Regions from separate parts of the Rattus norvegicus genome. Here region 2 is linked to region 1. A link is a contact called in public Hi-C data. All regions are on one chromosome and are shown on one strand. The core of a region is the stretch at or near the end of the contact, and the rest is flanking DNA. Distances in the headings are between cores, read along the strand shown. Region 1 has its middle 67 kb from the start of Cdhr3. Region 2 holds the start of Atxn7l1 (ataxin 7-like 1).

Region 1 (3,151 bases), core at 631-3,130:
GTTTGTCAGTATGGCCTCACAGTGTGGCATTTGACCTTTCCAAGATCCCATCCAGTTGGCTTGAGGGGCCAGGCCTGGTCTGGAGTACCACCCACACCAGCACACACACACACACACACACACACACACACACACACCACCCACAGCAGTCTGCAATCTGCTGGACAAGCCTCTGGGTTACCATGGTCTAATAAGTGAGACCTCGCCCCACCTGATTGCTAGCTCTCACAGCATTTTCTGAGTAGGGTCCGAGTTTCATCTCCTTAGTACAGATGAGAAAGTGAAGTTTGGAGAATATACTTAGGAGCCAAGAGCCAGGAAGTCAGCTGAGCGGTGTGTCCTCTGCCTATATGGGGAAGGCTCAACTGTGAAGGCCTTTGATTTGTGTTCTGAAGGTGTTAGATGATCAGACCCTAAATGAATCTTTTGACTGAAGAGCCTCACACAGCCCTGCCCAACCCAGGACTTTGCTTTGGATGGTGTAAAAAGGAAAAGTGTCTGCAAAGGGTGGGACCAGCTCTCCTGTTCTCACCGCCTTACAGCTGGCTCTCCTGACTCCTCACCAGAGCCCGTTGTACTGTGCTGCCCAGGAGAGGTGCAGCATGCTCTCCCAGAGTGCCCGAGCAGGTGAGGGGCGGGGCCAGCTCGAGGCAGCCCTTGGACATCAACATGGCCCCAGGCAGCAGCCCAGACCAGGGACATCTGCATGGTCTTTGGTGGTAACATGGGCCACAAACATTGACTCAAACCTCCACTGGGGCATGACCACAGGCTCAGACATGGCACTCAGCAGCAGCACCGGCATGGACATCACCGTGGCCTCAGATGGGAGCACAGGCCTCTTATATCAGCCTGTTCCTCACATCCTCGAGTGTCTCCAGTTCCTCTTTTTTCACAGTGCACAAATCCGTCTGCTTCTCCTTAGCTCTCCCACATACTTATACATCATAGTGGCACCCAAGATGAGAGGACCACATGGCATACATGCAACTCAGCAAACGCAGGTTCTTCTTGACTCAGGCGCCTCTCAAGGCAGAGGAGAGCCAGGAGACTTTCTCTCCTAGGCTGAAGGGAAACAGTTACTTATGTCTGCCAGCAGAGGCACTGCCCCTCTTTTGCTCCTTTCCTTCACCTGTCTGATCCAGATCTGCTTCTGGGAAAGTCTTTCCAGGTTGGTCACTCTCCAATTTTGTGCAGGAGCTTCCAGGGCCTGTGGTCTCAACACTTTCAGAGGCAGCCTCAGACACCCAAGGTCAGAACCTGGCTTGTTGCCATCTCCCCCAAACCACAGCAGAAATTTGGTTATTGGAAACCAGGAGATGCTGCCCAAACCTGGAGGGGAGACAGCAGCCGGCTACCCACAAGTGGTCTTTTCCAGGAAGGCTCCAGGACAGTTAGCATGGCCCTCTGCCAAGCAAACTATAGCTATTGACCAAAGCAGCACCCCCCAAGCTGGTCTTTTCGCAAATTAATCAGTACTGTGACACAGTAAAGGAGGTTGTAGTAAGTCACAGTGTGGGCATCTCTAAGGACACTCCTGGATTCTGTTCTTTTAATGACATCTTTCTGCAGATTCAAGAGAATGAAGGTCCCAAATTCTGTCATGGCTGTCACCATGTTTATATGAATGTCCCTGTGGTAATTCAAAGCACTTTCCACCTATGTCTGCTACATGCTGGGTTACCTGAAAGCTTTCGGATCAATCTTTCTGCTTGGTGTGTGCCCTTGAAGGCACTACCTAGCAGAGAACAGAAGCTCGGAAAGAGCTAGCAATGGTTCTTAACCTGGCTGGGAGTCAGCACAACACTACAGTGGTAGGAAGGTTCAGAACCTTAGTGCCGCCAAAGGCTTCATAGCCGGTCCTGTGGCAGAAGATTTCAAAGGGCAGGGTTGGGGTTGAGTCAGATGCGAAGAGAACACTCTGCTCTGGGTGTCTTGAACATCCTGAGGGTTAAAGGAGGCCTCCAGGATGGGGACTTTGATAGGGAATAGGTCATAGTGTCACTGACAGGAGATAGAAATAAAAGGGGAAGAAAGAGGAAGAAAAATGGGGACAAGAAGAGAGACCTGAGGTAGGGGCTATAGCTGGTGGCTCTCCTGCTGGGAAGTCCCATGCCTGGAGTGGGGCTGCCAGAAGCAAGGATGATTTCATTCTCTCAAGCAGGACCGACAAAGGGCAACTGAATCACACAGGATTTCTTAAGAAATAAAAATTCCTAGCACACCCCTGGGGCCTCGGGGAGAAAAACCGACAACGTGTTGATTGAAAACAGACCTAGCCATGCCTGCCCTTCTCAGAGGAAGGCCTGGCTCTCCCAGGTTCACAGCGACACCTAGTGGTCTCCTGGGGCACCTGCCGCCTCCTTAGGAATGGTGAAGCTGGAGGGTCGCAAGGAGAAAGGTGTCCTGTCAAAGCCCAGATTCTGCTCACGTCCACAGGGTAGTGGAACATATCACACTCCAACACTGCTCTCCCGGGCACTTCCCGGGAGCTGTGCATTCCTGGCGCGCTTGAGATGTTCTGCAGCGGTCGTCATTCCCTCTGGCCTTATTCTTTACATTTATTAAATATAACCACGTGTTGGTGATGACCCCAATGTTTTCCACCAGGAGATGCTTTATGGTTGGGTTACATGTTCACAAGATAGAACGGCTATGCTCCTGTGTTAGGTCGGAGACCTCTGCTTAAAGGGGAAAGCTGCATATCTTTCAAAGCCATAGCACATAAACGAGTCTGTCCCGTGCCTCTCCTCCCCTTCACTTACGCTCTGGCTAATCTGAGGGTTTCATGGGTGGGGGGGTCGGGAGGGGTGGCTCCTTAGAGCAGTTCACAGACATAAGCAGAAAGTCAAGCTTGTCCTCTGGAGCATCCTTGAGTCCTTCAGAAATTGTCAACCCGGGAGACTTTGGCAGGTTTCCATTCATGGCTGGGGAGACGTTTTGTTGGTTGTAGCAGCTCAGAGAGGCATCTGTACATGGCTACAACAGGCTGAACTTGTAGGAGTTCCAAGGTGATTAGGGGTATAGCCATGCTCAAGACCCGCTTGGATATCTTCTTCATAAGGAAAGGGTGAGCTTCCAGTCAGCCAGTCTCATTGAGAAGAAATGTCTTCAAGGCACATTTTCATTCGAGTATTAAGGGCCAATATTC
Region 2 (3,185 bases), core at 375-2,874, 120 kb before region 1:
GATTCAAATGAACCCATCCTTTCTTTAAGCAAAAAGTGGCCTCCAGAGTGGCTCCATTGGAAGTCAGAGGCCAGAGTGACAAATGGTGGCCTTGCAACCAAGGATCACTGACTTACAACAACCAAAGCTGTACGGTGATGCCCAGGCCTGGCATTAAGGCTTCACTCATGCCCAGATCTGGGATCATCGTCCATTCAATGTGTCCCCTTTCAGGTATCATATTTTCATGCTGGGAAACACAGATGGGGGCTTTGGAGCACAGGCTAAAGATCTGCACATGTTGATACCCCTAACCCAGGCCACTGTCTACAGTCTGTGACCAGAAACAAAATGTTACTTGCAGCCAAGGCTTGCCATGTGCAATGGTTTTTTTTCAGTGAGAGTGGAGAAGTAGCTGCTGGAATGACCGGCCATGTGGGGTTCATTAAAACTTGTGAATTTACATATGAGGGAGGCTGGAATGCTTGTGAAGGGGAGCCCCATGCCTCACTCGGGGGTTCCAAACCCCACCACCACCATTGGCCCATGGTGCTCCAAGAATGGCAGACACCATCAGGAGGTTTAGATGTGGACTCCAGCGGAGTGCAGTAAACTTCTGCCTTCCACAGCCTCCCCCAGACTGAAAGACCCCCCCAGTTGTATTTATACTTGGAAGGAAGTTAACAGTGAAGCAGTAGTCACCTGGGCGTGCTCGATTTTTGACAAGCCTTAGTCACTCTGTACCCAGCAGAACAATTCACATTCTATTCCAAAGCCTGTGAAGACTGTGCCACACAAGCTAACACTAACATACCAAGAGCTCCACTTACCTTCTTTATTAAGCCTCATAACCTCCCTGCTTTTGCCACCCTCTTTTCCAGCCTCTTCTAAATCTACATCTGCAGATGAAAAAGAAAAGGAAAAAAGAAAATGAGGAAAAAAGGGGGGGAATGCCAAAGTCAAGGGGGGGAGGGAGAGTGTTTATTGACAAACAGATCGATCTAAATACTGTATCTGAAAATCTTGCAAAATTTGACAATGCAACATTTTCTCCCGAGTCTGGGTTTTCATCTACCTGGCCCAGATAGGTACCCCCAAAAAAAGAAAAAAAGAAAAAAAAACTATGCAAGCAGCAACAGAGTCGCCTTTTAAACAGACACCACCGTGGGGCTGCGAAAGCCCACCCCGCGGGCTGCTTGCCCCGGAGAGCCAGGCACAGACAGACAGACAGCCTTGCTGGCAACCGGGCCTCTCTGTGCTCTGATGGTCTGTGTCTGTGTGTATTTATTTAGAGAGAGAGAGAGAAGCATGGAGGACGCCGGGGGCCACTCTCTCTCACACACACACTTTTTCCCAGTGGCTCTAGGTGAATGGAAAGGTTACAGGATAATAAAAGGAGGAACAGGCGGTGGGGTTCTTACTGTCGGAGCAGTGTAATTTGGCGGCGTCGATCCAGGAGGACCAGGGTTTGCCCAGAAACGCCTCCGGACTGGGCACTTTGCGGTGCAGTGTCGCCATTGCTGTTCCTTCTTGTTGCTTTTTCCCTGTTCCTTCGGCAGCAGCAGCCGAGAGACACGGGATTCGAGAACGCTCCGACGTCATCTTCGGAACGTTCCGACATTGAGTGTTCTGAGAGGGGGAGGAGGGCGGCAGAAGAGGCGGGAGGCGGGGCGCGCTCGGCCCTGCGGGGCCCTGCTGTGCTGCGTGAGGCCGCTGGGGGCGCCAGAGAGGCGCAGAGTGCGCGGGGCCGGGGAGAGCGCGGAGTCCAGCAGGCTGAGAGCAGAGCCTGAGTGCGCGGCTGGTTCAGTGGGGCAGGGTCACCTCGCAAGGATGCTGCACCCCGCCGCCCTGTCCAGCCAGCAACCCGGAGACTGGTGCAACTCCGGAAAGAAGCAAAGGTTCTTTCGCCCAGTCGCCGCTGGAGGACCGAAAGTTTTGCTCGCTGCAAATCCCTTCCTCCCAAAGTCCCAGTCACCCACCGCGCGACGTCCTGGAAGGATCCCGGAGGTTTAGTGGGGACGAAATCGGCTGGTTCGCACCCCTCCATCCTTATCTCTCAGGACAGAGCGGGAGCTCTAGCGAGTACACCTCCCACCTACCATCCGCTTCACCCTGTCTCATTTCTCGGTGAGCCTTGGAACCCGATCGCTTAGCAGATGCCTTCAGGAAGCAGAAGCAAAGGGGAAATGGACTTAACTCCAAGAATCAGGTGAGTGGGGGCGAGGGGAGTGATCATCCCATCCCGAGCTTGGCAGGCAAAATTCCACAGTCATTTTGGCTCTGGTTCCCAGGGGGTCTGTGCGTTGTGTGTCCCAGCTGGTAGAGCCACCGCAGAGACTTTGCTCCGCGCACACCGGTCTGAGCGAGCTCAGGACTCTCAGTTGATGCTAAGCCCTTCCCGCAGATCCAGCACTTCCACTGAGCAGGTTGACCAGAAGACTTAGCATCCCCCACCCCCAACCCCCACCCCCGGGAAACTTGACTGCCAGAAGCGTGGACTCCTGGAGCTTTGAGAAGTCTCTTCTGACCCTAGGGGCTGGTAACTGAGACCTTAACATCTCCTGTTATCTATCTCTTTAAAATTGTTTGCTTACTAGGAATTCCCTAAACTGTATAGACACCCTTACCCCACAATCAATAACTTTTCCATTTATAAAACATCCTTCCATTCTTACCTCTGCTGTCCGAGGAGCTCGTCTGCTCCACACCGAAGCATTGCTTGCTTCTGAGCTGTATTCTGGTGGGGCTGGAACGTCCTGGCACTCCACACCATGAACCTCAAAACCTGCATTTAAATGGGGTGATGAAGGAGCATCTAGAGGCTTGTTTTCAGCTGTGATGTGTGTGGGAGTGGGCCTGCTTATATCAAACATAGATAACTCTCCGGTTTTTTTGGATGGATTGCTACCTAAGGTGCCAGTGGATAAGGCATTACCTCACTTTAAATACTTGTGGTTTGGGAAATATTTCTCAGATCTTAGATGAACCAGGCACGGTACCTGACATTATTCCACCGACGCATCTTTTTAAACAATATTGTTTCTCATGGATGGACCCATTGCCCAGGGTCCGGGAGACAAGGAAGATCCATCCCGGTCTTTACAGAGCTGCAGTTGGAGAAGTATCATGCTTAGCTCTTCAGGGAAGCTGGGCACATGCACAGTGATACTAGACCAGTGTGAAAATGGTGTGGACGTTCGTGGCTG

What was found. A called contact is a pair of places that touch in the nucleus more often than the background predicts.
Region 2: a contact with region 1 is called in a Hi-C map of mammary epithelial cells, with 2.8 times the contacts expected there. The contact joins the promoter of Atxn7l1 here to the enhancer-like site in region 1. A contact is called at or near these places in 5 of 12 Hi-C or Micro-C datasets (the Rat2 cell line, frontal cortex, kidney and 2 more).

The regions. Positions count from the first base shown.
Region 1 is chr6:55,361,165-55,364,315 of GRCr8, reverse strand. No RefSeq gene overlaps it. Among named protein-coding and RNA genes, the nearest start is that of Cdhr3, 67 kb to the left of the region's middle. Within about 2 kb of position 1,880, at least 12 of the 93 cell types and tissues checked have an H3K27ac peak or open chromatin away from gene starts, as enhancers often do.
Region 2 is chr6:55,485,758-55,488,942 of GRCr8, reverse strand. It overlaps Atxn7l1 (ataxin 7-like 1), which reads right to left and starts at 1,624. Exons shown (of 11, transcript NM_001427851.1): 1 at 1,401-1,624; 2 at 810-878. The coding sequence starts at 1,581. It overlaps LOC102547703, which reads left to right and starts at 1,677. Exons shown (of 4, transcript XR_010052628.1): 1 at 1,677-2,188.